Linked DNA regions of Mus musculus: region 2 is linked to region 1. Evidence: chromatin contacts called from public Hi-C data. All regions are on one chromosome and are shown on one strand. The core of a region is the stretch at or near the end of the contact, and the rest is flanking DNA. Distances in the headings are between cores, read along the strand shown.

Region 1 (3,464 bases), core at 616-3,115:
GAAAAGTCAAGTGTGCTGGCTAGTTCTTTGTCAGCCTGACCCAAGCTAGAGTCATGCGGAAAGAGGGAACCTCAACTGAGAAAACACTTCGTCGCATTGGGCATTCTTCTTGCTGCATGACTGATGTGGGCAATGACACCCCTGGGCAGGTGGGCTGCTCTTCCAGAGGGCCCAGGTTTAATTCTCAGTATCCACAGGGTGACTCAACAATTAACTCTGGTTCTAGACAACCTAGTAAGATCATTTTGTGGCCTTGCTCCAGGCACCATGTGTTGCATAAACATGCACTTAAAAGACCTATACACATAAAACAATTTTTAAAAAGGAAAGAAAGAAAAGCAAGCTAAGCAAACCAGTAACCACCATTATTCCAGTCTCTGATTCAGGCCTTGAGTTCCTGTCCTGACTTGTGATAGTGATAGTGCTTTGATAAATCTTGGTTCCCCCAAGTTGCTTTTGGTCATGTTTTATCACAGCAATAGAAAGCTAAGAGAACAAATACAACACTTAAAAAGGTGTTTGGCGAGGCCCATAGTACACAGGAAAATGTGGTTTTCAAACAGGTATTTCCTGCACTGTTTGGAGGGACAGATGAGAAGGCAGATCTGATTCCATGACAGGCTTCAAATTAGCAGTTTAGGAGACTAGGCCTAAGGTCAGGCAAATCAGTTACTAGAAGAAGAAGAAAAAAAAAGGCTTCAGGCAGTTAGTCAGAACTGCCCTGATATCTGAGACTGCCTGGCCACCTAGCCTGAGGTAAGGACAATGGGTCAGCAACAGTTTCCAGACTTCCTCTACAAAGATTTCTAGACTTCCCAGTAACAATGCCTAGAGATAAGTAAGATAAAGCTCTCCTACCCTGGAATTCCAATGTGCTTTCAATGGAGCCTGCGAGCTCATTTGCTTTTACTCTGTGTCTTTGTAATGGGGACGACCCCACCATGCTGAGCTACAGAATAAAACACACTTTGTGTTTACATACTATTTGAGTCCAGGGTGTCATTCTTCATGGACCCTTACAAGCTTCTGTTTTCCAGCAGATAAGGACACACTCCTTTGTTTTTTAAGGCACTGTATGTAGATAGTGCTTAGCCACTTCCACCTCTCCCCCCAACAGGAACCAAGACAAAAATCCCATCTTTCCTCTCTGCGAGGGCACAGTAACTCACCACAGTGGTGACCCTTCCCATTTATTGTAATAATTGTGCCATCGGAAAAACACACATCCAGGCATACAGTGGCTTTAGGGACTGCTGTTGACCTCAGACAGGCCTGGGTTTCCTCATAGGGAAGTGTTGTAAATAGCTGCAAACGCCAGTTAGGAGTTTCATTCTGACAGGGGGCTTCCCTGGCATACTTCACCGCTGCCATGACGGTCGCAACCAATCTTGAGTATGTTCCCAGAAGGTGTGGAGGGGATAAGCCAAATTTACTCGCCAATTAGGCGGTGATTACTTCACTTCAGCCTTTGGGATATTTCTACCCGCACTTTAAGGAACGAGGAGACTCCGGGTCTCGGAGATATGGCTCTGCTGTCAAGGAAGCTCACTGGCCATCCAGAGGTCCCTTCTAGGTCTCCAGCACCCATGTGGTGGCTCACAACCACCTGGGACTATGCTCCAGGGAATCATCGGCCCCTGCAGGCACACGGAACACTCAAATTCACGCAGACGCACAGGCATGTTGCCTGAAGCGTCACCTTCAGCGGCAGGGCTGAATCCGCACGGACCAAACCCGTTGGGCCAAACGCGGCGGAGACCTGTGCGCCACGTCTGGGCGGAGCCCCGTAGGCGAGAGCCCGCCCCCCGACGCTGGAGTGACGTCACGGGCGCCCGAAGATGACGCAGAGGTCCGTTTTACGGCTGCTGAGCGTCTGCGGCTGGGCTAGGAAGTGCACGCCACGCGCTGTCGTGAGAAGGTGGGGCGGGAGAGCGCGGGCGACCCGGGGAGACTTTGTGAGCTGCCGGACCCCAGCTTGGAGCGGCTGTGTGGGTCACCTCGGTCACCTGCTGCGCCACCTCTTAGCGTGGTTCCGAGAGCCAACGAGAGGCTTTTGTGATTGTAATTAAGGTGGCTGCGTGAGAAGTATAAGATGCAGACGGATAATTTACCTATATATATAATGCCCAGTATAGGGAGAACCCTTAAGATCAGGATCTGTTGGTGATTAAATGGCTTTATTTACAGTTGTACATTACCGAGCTGCTAATCTTAAGGCTATAACACGAAATTTGCTTGCTAGGTCATCCCTTTTCATGGCTCACTTGTTTTTCTTTCCTTTTCTTTTTTTTTTTTTTAATTTAAAATTGTGCGTGTGTGCGCGTGCAGCATGGTGAAGAAACAAAAAGGACCTTTCGGAAGTGGGTTCTCTCCTTCCATTATGTGAGTCCCGTGATCACACTTAGGTTTTCTGGTGTGATGGCAAGTTAGTTTCTCCACTGACCCATCTCGATGGCCCAAGTCAGTCTGAAGGGAGGGGAGGGGGACAAAGACAGGGACAGAGACATAAAATTCAATGGCTGACATGAATATCTGGACAAGACTGAATTTTGCCACTGGGAGCTTTTAAATTCAAAGTAGAAAAACTCCTTAATTATAGATTTTGTGTGGTGAGTTTTGTAGCTAGTTATAAAAATGACATTTTAAGAACTAAGTTATAGCCGGGCGTGTTGGCGCACGCCTTTGATCCCAGCACTCAGGAGGCAGAGGCAAGCAGATTTCTGAGTTCGAGGCCAGCCTGATCTACAAAGTGAGTTCCAGGACAGCAAGGGCTACAGAGAAACCCTGTCTCGAAAAAACAAAACAAACAAAAAAAACCTAAGTTATAGTCTTGTTATTCTACTGCTGTGAATTATGTTAGTAGATTATATTTTCTTGTGAGAAAATAGCAGTTACACGTGCTTGCTTTTTAGAGAAAAGGCAGCTTTTAAACAGACTTTTTTTTTTTTTTTTAATTTTAGGTATAGCAGTGTTTTACCTGCATGTATGTAAGTGCACCATGTTCGTGCCTGGTGTCTTCAAAGGCTGTGGGATCAGCCAGAACTGGAACTATGGACTGTATTGAGCTCCCCAGTTGGGTGCTGGTATGGAATCTGTGTCTTCTGAAAGAACAAGGACGGTTTAACTCCTGAGGTACATCCCCAGGTTCAAACTAGATTTTTGTAAAAATATGTATAATACATTAATGTGGAAAATTGGGCGCTTAACAAAATTTATTTGGGTATTCTGTGGTCTTCTGTAGGCAAAAATAGCAGGAGATACTCTACTGCAATAGCCTTTTTTTTTTCTTTTTCTTTCTTTCTTTTTCTTTTCTTCTCTTTTTTTTTTTTTTTTTTTTTTTAAAGATTTATTTATTTATTAGATGTAAGTACACTGTAGTTGTCTTCAGACACTCCAGAAGAGGGCATCAGATCTTGTTACAGATGGTTGTGAGCCACCATGTGGTTGCTGGGATTTGAACTCCG
Region 2 (3,464 bases), core at 465-2,964, 230 kb before region 1:
GAAGGTCCAGAGTTCAAATCCCAGCAACCACATGGTGGCTCACAACCATCTGTAATGAGATCTGACGCCCTCTTCTGGCGTGTCTGAAGACAGCTACAGTGTACTTACATATAATAAATAAATAAATCTTAAAAAAAAAAAAAAGAATACAGTCTCACTACCTCTTCTAAGTAGGAGGAACAAGATTTTCTATGATACAAAATATCACTGACTTTTAAATAGTGTCTTTGCTAAAATTTTCTCATTAAGAGGGAGGGAGAAAGGGAGAGAGTGAGAAAAATAGATAAAAGAGAGAGAGAGAGAATATCAAAGTTGAGTTTTTAGTTTTCAGGGTTGAGAGACAGCTTGAATAGAATATAATCTCTGGGCATTAGCAAAGCCAACATTGCAAGGACTGGGTCTCCCCGGATCTGAGACAAGTCACAAGGTAGTCAAACTTTCCTGGCGCTTCAGTGGGAACAGCATTTAGCTAATTCCTAGAAAAGAAAACACTGAACCAGTCCACATCTGCCGGTTAATCTAAGAGAACACGCTGGCTCCCGGTGCTTACTACCCCCCAGGGAGGAGACAAAACGGAGCTCGCTCATAAATTAATGTTTCTGCAAGCAAACTAAAATTTACTGCTGTTCTTCAGGGAGTTCTGCCTTCAAGTAATGCAGTGAGAAAGTCCTCCCTACCCCCCCCCAACATGCACTCACACACACACTCATATAGACACTCACATACACATATATACATTCACATACACTTACATGCTCACACAGTACATACACATTCACACACACATAACAGATACTCACATCCAGGTACACACACACACTCACATACACACACACATACACTCACATATTTACACACACTCACATACAGGAATGTGCACATAATCACACACACACATTCTCACACACTCATAAGCACATATGTAGACGCGCACACATGCACATACACGCCTTGACAAAGTACTCTTGCTTTACATTCAGCTCTTTTTTTCTATTCCCTCCCTCCCTCCCTCCCTCCCTTCTTCCTTCCACACATACTTTCTGAACCATTGCGCGTGTTGCATGATTTTTAGGTGACATTTCTGGAAACAGCAGTGAATAAATGAAATAATAAATTAGGCATGTTCATCCTTCTGGAAAAACAGTAAGTGACAGGACGCTGGTGAGGGCCACTATGATTTTAAGCAAATGGTCAGAAAAGGTCCAGTAAGTAGCTGAGGCTGGGTGCGATGGGGTGCGCCTATCATCCCAGCACTCAGAAGTCAGAGGCAGGGGGATGGAAAGTTGAGGCCAGCCTGGGCCACAATAGAAAGATTCAATATAAAAAAGAAAAAGGAAAGGAAAGGAAAGGAAAAGAAAGGAGAGGAAAAGAGTAACTACAATAAAACTGTGATGAAGTCAGCGAGAAAGAAAGCCTTGTAGAGATCTGAGGGCAAAGCTGGAAACCCGAACTACAAACTACAGGAGTTGGCAAAGACGACAAGCCGAGAGAGGTGGCAAAGAAGGCAAGCCGAGCCAGTCCTGCGGCTGGATCTCGTTCTTCTCTCAATATTTTATGTTTGTTGTCACAGAGAGTTGCATTAACGTTGATGCTACATTAAAGAGCTACTGTCTTGACTCCTGATCGGCACATTGACCACATTGATGTCACTTCCTCCTAGTGTGGCTGCAGTGGGGTGGAGCCAGGGGGAGGGACGAGGTGGGGTGGGGGTGGGGCTGCTAGGAAAGCACTGTGGAATTCAGAGTGAGGAGGGACTGGAGGGAGCTGGGTCTCCATTCTGCATTTACTGGTAAGCCCCTGGGGTGCTGTGTGTTTTCTGAAGCTACCACAGCAAGTCACCACAAGGCTGTGACTGACACAACGAAAGCTTGCTGTCATTCTGCAGACTAGTAGTCCAGCATGGCCTCAGGGGACAACATGAAGCCGTTGATATGACTGCATCTCTTACTAGAAGATTCTTAACCAATTCCAAAGTCATCTAGGATGACATTTCCTAATACAGTGTAGAAAAGTCTAATCTGAGAATGTGATGTCACTCACATTCTCCAGTGGCTTTATTAGAATTTCTGTATTAAAAAAACATAAGGAAAAACCTCTTGACTGTTAAGGGGGAACTTGAGGAGAACATCTCCGGGGATTACTAAATATGATGATTTGAAGACTTTCTCAAGATCTTCTCAGCAGGCTTTCAGAAGCTGGCTTCTACTTCTTTGTCTTGCTAGTGACATTTGGGGACAGTGCTTAGAGGACTCAGGTTGCCTTCCCCTTGCTGCTGGCTTCTGGCCCTCTTCCTTCATATCCAAGGTCAGCATATCGGTTTCTGCAATCCACTTTCCTCCTCCATGGCAGGTGAGGGGTGGGGTACGGATGCCACAGTGTGTGTGGAGGTCAGAGGACTGTAAAATTGTTTCACTCTGCCCACCTTTATATGGCTTCTGGGTATTGAAGTTGTGTCACCGGGCTTGTGAGTTGTCTCCCCAGCTCCATGGGAACTAGTACGATCAGAGTGGGCCACTTAAACAAACCAGGACAGCCTTAAGTTAAAACTGGCCTGCAAGCACCCCTTTAAAGGTCCTTTTTACTAGGGACTGTAACCTAGCCATGGCCTCCATGGATCAGGACTTAGGCATCTCCAGGGAACTGCTGTTCTGCCCACCACGAAGGATTTGAGCGTTGGCTGATTGCTTGCCCTCTACCTGGCAACTGTTCCCTCTGCTCAGGTGAAAGCAGCTAGAGGCAGTGGGTGGGACAGAGAGGACAGGAGAAGAAGCAGGGGACAAGTGAAGAGGCTCTAGCTACAATTCGGAGTGGAGGCTCCAGCCAAGGGAGGGGACAGCTATGCAGGACAGAGTCAGGCCGATGACACTGAGTCTCATGCATTAGCTCGACTAGGTTACAGTCTGCAGTTACTGAAACACTAGTCTGGGACTGCAGTGAAGATATTTTATGTGTGTGACTAAGAAGATAGATTAGTGGATGAATCACTTTTTGGTATAACATGAGTACAAACAGCCAGGCAGGTAAGATGGCTGTCTATACTACCAGCACTTGAGCAGCAGAGACGGGGTTCCCAGGACAAGCTGGCTAGCTAGCTGAGCCAGGAATGTCAAGCTCTGGGTTCAGTGAGAGACCTTACTTCAAATCAAGTCACATTCCTCCACATCAACTTTGGACTTTCATATGAAAGCCCACATAATGCAGGGACACCTGCACACACATCATGCTCACATGAAAGAAAACGTGCATATATGCACGCACACACATACACATGGAAAAATATCCCTAATCCTATACATTTTAGTTAAGGGAGCAGTCTAGATTCACGGCACATCTGAATCAACCAGTTGGAAGGCCGTAAGAGCAGAGCTGAGGGGTTGCATGGGGAAGTTCATCCCATGGACACTGACTGTCCCGGCTCATGTCTCATACTTGCAGGGGCCTCACGGAGTGCAGACTCGGTATTC

Evidence for each region. Hi-C and Micro-C count contacts between places; a contact is called where the count stands out from the background.
Region 2: a contact with region 1 is called in a Hi-C map of regulatory T cells, with 6 times the contacts expected there. The contact joins the promoter of Chaer1 here to the promoter of Aasdh in region 1. A contact is called at or near these places in 2 of 484 Hi-C or Micro-C datasets (CD4 T cells and regulatory T cells), 4 of 115 datasets of contacts at active chromatin or transcription factors (effector CD8 T cells, extraembryonic endoderm stem cells, memory CD8 T cells and 1 more) and 2 of 9 other capture datasets (adipose tissue and liver).

What each region holds. Positions count from the first base shown.
Region 1 is chr5:76,903,877-76,907,340 of GRCm38.p6, reverse strand. Aasdh (aminoadipate-semialdehyde dehydrogenase) reads left to right here and starts at 1,865. Exons shown (of 16, transcript NM_173765.4): 1 at 1,865-1,918; 2 at 2,961-3,132.
Region 2 is chr5:77,138,555-77,142,018 of GRCm38.p6, reverse strand. Chaer1 (a long non-coding RNA gene) reads left to right here and starts at 1,714. Exons shown (of 2, transcript XR_880410.2): 1 at 1,714-1,789; 2 at 3,436-3,464.